Regions from separate parts of the Zea mays genome. Here region 1 is linked to region 2. Evidence: chromatin contacts called from public Hi-C data. All regions are on one chromosome and are shown on one strand. The core of a region is the stretch at or near the end of the contact, and the rest is flanking DNA. Distances in the headings are between cores, read along the strand shown.

Region 1 (4,192 bases), core at 1,313-3,812, 140 kb after region 2:
ATCCGAGACTAACAACCTAAACAAACTCTTGTGTTGCGACGGCAGTATGGGATGCCGGTCATAACATAATCATAATCCGGTATGGGATGCCAGCGCTATTTGTCACCCTAGGTGAAGCTTCACCCACTCAGTAATTATTATTTAAGGTTATTCAGTAATTATTGATTATTACTGGCTGGGTGAAGCTTCACCTAAGGTGACATGTGTGTGTATAATGTGTGTGTGTGTGTATATATATTCTGTAGTTGGTTATTGCGATAACAGCTATACTAATTTACAAGATATTGTAACTCCCTCCTAAGTGATTTACTATAACATTATGGTAAATGTCATCATGAGTTATAGCAATGTATGTATCATAAATATGTATCACTTTATCGTTAATTTAGTGCAAACATTATCATAAATCAAGGTGGCCAGCAGAAAACCAAAAACTCTAGGAAGCAAATGAAAATGTGGGCACAGAAATTGATTGTAAAAACAGTGTGCTTATTTCCATTCTGAATGCAGAAGTTAAGAAACAGACCTGTCCAAGTATAAGATCACGCACATAAACACCCATGGTTGTCTTGCGGCCATTAGATCCGGGGGAGAACTCCTGCGTTAAATAAATGCAAATGATTCAGCTCTGGTTCATACTCAACAGTTCTAAAAAAGTGGGAAAAGTACCATGTACCTCATCATCCCTCAAATAGGGCTCATACCACATCCAAAGAACCTTTGGGTCTGCAACATACCGAAGATACAAGAAACCAATCTGCACCAAATAGCGCAAAACAGTCATTCGACACAAAATATTTTAGTATTTAACAGGCTTAGTAAAGACAAAAAAAACAAAATGCTCACAACTCCAAAGCACAGACTGGTACACTATGAACTTCTTGCAAACTTTGTCATCCCCGTGTCCTAGGACCAAGAAATTCAGCCACAAGTCCATCCAAAGAAACAAGTTGTCGGACCGTTAGTGGCTATAACCAAAATGTAAGCACAAAATTATGTACAAGTGATTCGCAAGGAATGTAAGATTTTTCATTGCAAAAAATACTTCCGAAATAAGTTTTATAATCATCCCAATAAACATATAGATTCATACACTAACCTCATGCCTAATGAATAGATACAGGGCCATGAAGCAAGACATTCAGCATCAGCAAACAGAAGGGCAGGAAACAGAAACTTACAGCTCTAATGTGTGGGGAGTCAGGATGCTTCAACAAACCGTGCATCTGTTTGACAGTAAGCTTCATGGTAAAGAACTTGTATAGAAGACAGAATGCAGTGGAGGGGCCTCTGCAATTGCCAGTCATCCAAGGCTCCACATGTTTGACAGTGTTGTAGATCTCATCGATGACCTCATGATAGGTTTTCAACCTATAGAGCTCCTTAAAGTAATCAGAAGACAGAATGTTCATGCTAAGAACCTTCTCCATCAGCACATCAATGGGCTTCCCTGAAGTTTGTATCTCCATTTTCCAGAAAAAAAATCAATCTCAATCACAAAGATCAATATGGGATATCCTCCTATTCCAAAGTTTATGTAACCTGCACACAGTAAAGTCAGGGAATAAGAAAGGTACAGCAAAACCAAGGAGTGAACGAATGAATTTCTGCTAAACAATAGGGTGAGCATATAGCCATATACAGATGACAGATCATTTGTTTCTATACAAGCAATCTATCTAGTGAAAAATGGTCCCTTTCCTTGGCCTATGGCTGAAACCACCACATTGCCCCCAACATGCCAATTTAAACTTGCATCGCTTTCCACTGTGCTCATACTAGTGAAGAATAATTAACGACACCATATTTACATTCACATCAAAATTCAACTCACAGTTAAAAATATAGCATTATTTTCATTAGATCCTAACTCATATTTACCTCATGGTACATATCCAAATGATTGAATTATCAATTATACAAGGCCTATATAGTAACCTGCGTAACCCATTTGAGCATGAGTAGCCTACAAGAATTCATGAAGTACTAAGATCTTCCACCAATATAATGGTTATGCATATATGTAACCCTGACCCAAGTAAACCAGACGAATTCTTCACCGTTTACTATGGTAGGGATGCTGCTGCAGATGTTTGCCATTCGCATAGCCCTAACCCAATTAAACACCTCTTACGATTCTATCTAGCACAACAAAAAACAAGTCCGTAGCAAACCAATTCCATCAGAAACGGCCCGAGGTCGTAGCGGATTCAACGCGCGCAAAATCTCTAGGAATAAACCGCTACCATCGCCTACCAATCGAATCGATACGGAAAACAAAATAAGGAGCAAACCGGGCGAGTGAAATCCACCAGGAGGCTCCTCACGGTTCGATAGAAGAGCACGTAAAACGGGACTAGATCCTACAACAACCCATGCAAAAGCAAGCTAGGGTTTCCTTATTACCAGCAAAAGAGGGAACTCGTTCCGGGTCCGGATTGATCTTCACGCCACGCCGCCGGCCGGACCGGCTGAGAGGAGGAGCAGGGCGACAACGAGGGTGACGGCTAGAAGACTCCGTCGAGGTCGGTGGTTTGCTTGGCTTCGGCGGAGGAGGCGTGCGCGTTCGGGGCGGCGGCCGCGGGGGCAGGGAAAAAGATAAGTATTGTTCCGTTAAGGGCCGCGATGCGAGGCGGCCGTGCCTGTATTTTATATATTTTTCAGTTCAGTTTGCTCCTCTCGGATTTGTTTGGGAGAGCTTTATTCTTTCATTCAAACCAGATTTAGCTTTACTGTAGTTTATAATATTAATTTAATTAATTTTAAAAATATGTTTAATCTAAATAATAAATAAAATAATTTATCTAAATGTTTTCTAAATACTTATATCTCTAGCTTAAAGATTTTTTGAAGCTCCTCAAAGATTGTTTCACAACAACTGTTTTTATATCATCTCGTAAAGTTGCATGAAAATTACTTACCACGCCACTAGTTACATAACTCATGACAGCCACTAATCAATTGTATTGTAGAAGTTGAAGTCTATGTGCAAGTCAAACACTTCTCGAGCCTATTTTAACAATTTGTTGGAGTTGTTTTATGGAGAAGCTAGAAAATCGAAGATGAAATTATTTAAGTGAAACCCTCCCAAAGCATCTCCAACAATATCTTAAACTGGTGACTCAAATTTAAATATGAGGCTCTATAAGGAAAACTACTCTAACAGTGTATCATTTCATAAAATTTAGTCAAAAATTTATAGGGCACTCTCTTAAGTGCCTTAAATATACTACACTGTAGCGCGCTTCCTTATAATCTAGATTTGAGACTTTACTGATAGAGTGGAATGTTTTTTTTGCCCTAAATTCTATAAAATATATAATCATTTTTAAATTATAGGGCATTTTTATAAGTCACGTTGTTGGAGATGCTCTAATAGGAGAGAGAAGTGAAGCAAGCGAGTTGGATCATTTTTTTTCACAATTTTCATTTGATTTGATGATAATCTCTATATCTTTACTATTATATTGTCTCCAACGGTGTGCCCTAAATTCCATCCTCTAAAGAAATATTTCATATCATTTACAACACTCTCTAAAAGACTCTATTCTCTATATTGTTTCCATCTCCAACAACGTTCTCTAAATTTTATCCTCTATATCTGCAATGTTAACAAAATCCATAAAGTACCATATTTATTTACTCTTTTGCATATAATTTGAACATGACGTAATTAACTAGGACAAATTCTTGAATGTATATTAATTAGGAAATCAATTATCTAGGATTATTGTGTATATATTAATTCATGTAAAATGTCATTCATGTGTACTTAGATTAATTTATGCTGATCATTTTTCACCATGATCCACGGGTTCCACAACCATCACGTGCACGAAAGGTAAAGTAGAGAGAGGAAAATGCGGGACTACTCACGAGGCTGGTGTTGGAACTTGCTCTCTTGGGCAAGTTGATCCAACGGGAGAGTAAAAGCAACGTAAACAAGGTTTCAATTCGAGATGGCAATAGCTCTGTTAATCTAGCCTCTCAAGGGTACTGTGCGGGGGTATTTATAGGTACCTGAGTGCCCAGCATCCTGAGTTAAGGACGCATGTGCCCTCAGGCGCCTAGGTTATCCCCGGAATATTCTCATAAAGCAGGGTTACAGACTGTAATTACATGGAAACCTTTACAAATTAGGCCCGTAATGCGCAGCGGCCACGCAGGGCCTGTTACAATGGGCCGGATCACA
Region 2 (3,976 bases), core at 803-3,302:
TTTCTTGTTCATCCGCTCAAGACGGAGCTTGCCGTAGGCCGCAAACGACTTCATCTCATCAGTAACCTTCACAACCTCGACTGAGCGCTTCTCACCACGAGTAATAGGCATGTAGTCACCCTGGACCTGGGTGGCCGTGGCAAGCTCCTCCGGAGTAGAGTCGCCGGCCTGCATTGAAGGTAGGCCACAAGGGATTAGAAGTCAAAACAACCAGCATGTCTTCAAGAGAGGCGTCTTCAAGGGACAAGGCATTCAGGAAAGTATTTCTACACATACATTGGCCTTGCGAGCACGCCTTGGGAAGATAACCAGCTTGGCCTTGTACGTCTTAAGCCTCTGGACATTGGCCTGCAGTCCCTCGAGAGATTTGTTCTTGCGGCGGTGATCCACAGAAATGCCAATGGTTGGGGCAAGCTTCTTTGGAATGCCGGCAGCCTGCAATCGATGAGATTAACTCTAATCATCAGCACCAAGGATGTAACACGATACATCGATGAAAAGAGTGGCTTGTCAGAAGGTAGCTGAATGAGGATCAACAGAAAACTTATGCCAATCAAGCCACATCTGAAACAAAACGTAAACACCATGCTGATACTCGGAATAGGGAAGGAAAACTACTTGACTACAAAAAATTCCAAACATCAGCAGAGCAGTTCACACACAAATTAACAAGTGCCATACAAATTGTATACACACAACAGCAGATTGTTCCAGAACACCAATAAAAACAAACTAGAACATTCAAGAAAGCAACATGGCTCAATAGAACTCAAATGGAAAGACAATGGCAAAGCAATGCATCACCTTCAGCTCCTCAAGGGTAAATCCTCTCCCAGCCCTCGACTTCATGTTGTACTTGAGAGTCTGGCATTGCACAATGGGGCGAAGAGGGCCAGCAGTTGGGCGTGGGAATATCTTCACAGCCTTCTTTTGACGAGCTGCATAATAACGTAGCAGGGTCAAAGTAGAAAGCTGTTAGTAATCATGAGAAAGATAAGGGAGAAATTACACATAACAAGTGGTCGGCAAAGAAGCAACCTGAGTGAAACAATTGAGTAAAGGAAGGCAACTTTTATTTTGATTTGTTCATTGATATCACAACAGTAGTACATCAGATCAGATACATGCAGAAGCCAATTAGCATCTCGTGGCATCATGATTGGTACTAGTGTATCAACTAAATAAGAAACTAATGAAGTAACATGACACAAACATCAATGAAGGTAAAGACAAATAAGTAGCTAACATCGTCCTTACAAGGTGTCGTTGTAGGGACAAGAAACAGCTAACTAATTGACCAACAGTATCCTTTTACCACCAACTGAGCAACCCAATACAAGCCCAAATGAACTAAATTGCAACAAATTAGTACTTGCACAGATTTATTATCGACGGCATTGAGAGAGAGAGTATTGAAATTTGCAGGGCATGGCAAACTATCTGTAAACAACTAAGTCTTGAATTCAAGCACGCAACATATTGGAAGGCTGAAAGAGGGTAAGCACAGAAGAGCTAACCGATGCGGCGCCTCTGCTTGCGGGCGGGCTGGTTGAACCATGTCTTGACATAGTTCTGCCAGTGCTTCTTGAAGTGCCCGTTGGGGATAACGTTGTTGTGCTTCACCATTTCGCCCTCTTCCTTACCTTCTTACCTGCACGTCAATGCAATAACCACGTCATCCAGCTGAACAACAAACGGAGCCGCCAAAGCTCCATCCTCGTTAGCCCAGCAGCACGATATCAAAGCAGGCATGGTCATTAAACGCACATAAACACACCAGGCACACCACCAATAATTCAATCATGTGCACCACATAGCCTACTGCTAACCAATCAATCCAGAACCCCAACCCTTCGCGCAGCAAGATACGCGCGTGCATCGGCTTGTCATCCAGAAGAAACGAGCGCCCCATCCACCCACAGAACGTTGCGGGGGACGGCGGCGCAGGAGGGAATGTAGCAAGCTAGCGTACCTGCAGAGGAGACGCGGCGGCGGCGGAGGGGCGTGAAGTGGAGGAAGTTTTGGGCTATAGGGTTCGGTGCTTATTGGGATCGGGGGTGCCGTGGGCTGACGGGCCGCCATTCCTATCACACAAGATTAACGGGCCATCCTCCACAGGTTGTTTAAATATACATTAGTGAGTTATTTGTGCATTGCTACAAATTTTATATATTAGAATAATAACTTGCCCATACTTTGATACGACTTTTATATATCATATAAATAGTTATTGAGATATTTATTTAAATATAATTATTGTTTATTTCTAAACACTAGGAGACGTGAGGTCTGGTGGTTAGCCCCAAATTTTTGGAGTAGGGTGCGTGGATTCGAATGCTCGCTCTGCACTACTTTTTTGCTCGGTGTGGTTGCTGCACGGACGGGATCGTGTGCTGTACAGGTGCAGTAGCTGGCTGCACGGGTGTTGGATCCACAGGGAAGTAGCTGAGAGAGCGCTGCGCGGGCGCTAGACGTGAGACCCACAGAGCACGGCGGGGTAGGAGAACTAGTCAGGCCACTGCGCAGGGATGCGCTCGCGCCGGGAAAGGGCACGCGAGCAGAGGGACGACGCCGGCGGGATGAGGGAGAGGGAGGAGGAAGGTGCTGCGCGCGGCTGCGAGTTGGCGACGTACGACGACGCAACTCGGCCAACAGGGAGGGACGAAGGGAGCGGGGCCGACGGTTTGGGGAAGGAGGAGGAGATAAACGCGTCCCGGTGCTTGAGTGGGAGGTCGTGGGCGTGGGCAGTTGGGGAAGATGAATAGCACGTCACGGACCCAGCTAGGCAGGTAGGCCCCCACAGCCAGCGGCGGCGGCAGCTGGGCGAGCGCGCGGCTGCGCGCGTGCAGCGACGATGGCACGCGAGCGAGCGCGCGGGCGCTGGGGCGCGGGGCATGGCTGAGCCATGGGCGCGCGGGGCGCGGACAGGCCAACCAGGCGGGGCCACGGGCGGGGCTGGGGGCGCGACGGCTAGGGAGGGCGTGACCTAGGGTTTGGGGCGCGGGGCTGCCGCGCGGCTGGGCCGCCGAAGCAGGCCGGGGGGGGGGGGGGAAAGCGCGCTGGTGGGCTGTGGCGAGCGAATGGGCCAAGGGGCAACGAAGAGGGGTGTCGGCGTTTCGACCCCGGGGGGTCCCTGGACCGACGAGTAAATTGTCGCCGCGTGTCCCAGCCCAGATGGGTCGGCGCGAGACGGAGCACGAAGGGGGGAAGAAGACAGGCAAAGGGGAATCCCGCGGCCTTCGTGTTGCCCTGCGCCCAGGTCGGGTGCGCTTGCAGTAGGGGGTTACAAGCGTCCACGTGGGAGAGCCTTATGCGCCGGCCCGTTCTCCCGCGCGACCAACCTTCTCGTGCGAGAGCCCTGGACCTTCCTTTTATAGACGTAAGGAGAGGGTCCAGGTGTACAATGGGGGTGTAGCAGTGTACTAACGTGTCTAGCAGACAGGAGCTAGAGCCCTAAGTGCATGCCGTCGTGGCAGTCGGAGAGGTTTTGGCACCCTGTTCATGTGATGTCGTGGCCGTCGGAGGAGAGCTGGAGCCCTGCGGAAGGATAGCTGCCGGGGCTGTCGAATCCTTGCTGACGTCTCCTTGCTTCCGTAAGGGGCTGAGAGCCGTCGTCGTCATGGAGCACGCAGGGCGCCATCATTATTTGTTTACCGGGGCGAGCCAGATGGGACGCCGGTCTTGTTCCCCGTAGCCTGAGCTAGCTAGGGGTAGGGTAATGATGCCCCCCCTGTGTCGTGGTCGGTCCGAGCCCTAGGTCGGGCGAGGCAGAGGCTCCTCCGAGGTCGAGGTCGAGTCTGTCTTCCGAGGTCGAGGTCGAGTCCGAGCCCCTGGTCGGCGCGAGGCGGAGACCGTCTTCCGAGGCCGAGGCTGTGTCCGAGCCCTGGGGTCGGGCGAGGCAGAGTTCGTCGTCTTCCGGAGCCGAGGCTGTGTCCGAGCCCTAGGGTCGGGCGAGGCGGAGTCCGTCGTCTTCCGG

What was found. Hi-C and Micro-C count contacts between places; a contact is called where the count stands out from the background.
Region 1: a Hi-C map of leaf shows a contact between it and region 2, with 6 times the contacts expected there. The contact joins the promoter of LOC100383017 here to the promoter of LOC100286371 in region 2. A contact is called at or near these places in 7 of 25 Hi-C or Micro-C datasets (ear, leaf, leaf mesophyll and 1 more) and 1 of 3 datasets of contacts at active chromatin or transcription factors (seedling).

The regions. Positions count from the first base shown.
Region 1 is chr6:139,026,066-139,030,257 of Zm-B73-REFERENCE-NAM-5.0, forward strand. It overlaps LOC100383017 (PRP38 family protein), which reads right to left and starts at 2,563. Exons shown (of 5, transcript NM_001175696.1): 1 at 2,407-2,563; 2 at 1,182-1,542; 3 at 677-757; 4 at 527-598. The coding sequence starts at 1,469.
Region 2 is chr6:138,882,694-138,886,669 of Zm-B73-REFERENCE-NAM-5.0, forward strand. LOC100286371 (60S ribosomal protein L13) reads right to left here and starts at 2,053. Exons shown (of 5, transcript NM_001159258.1): 1 at 1,973-2,053; 2 at 1,518-1,651; 3 at 805-938; 4 at 277-435; 5 at 1-168. The coding sequence starts at 1,626.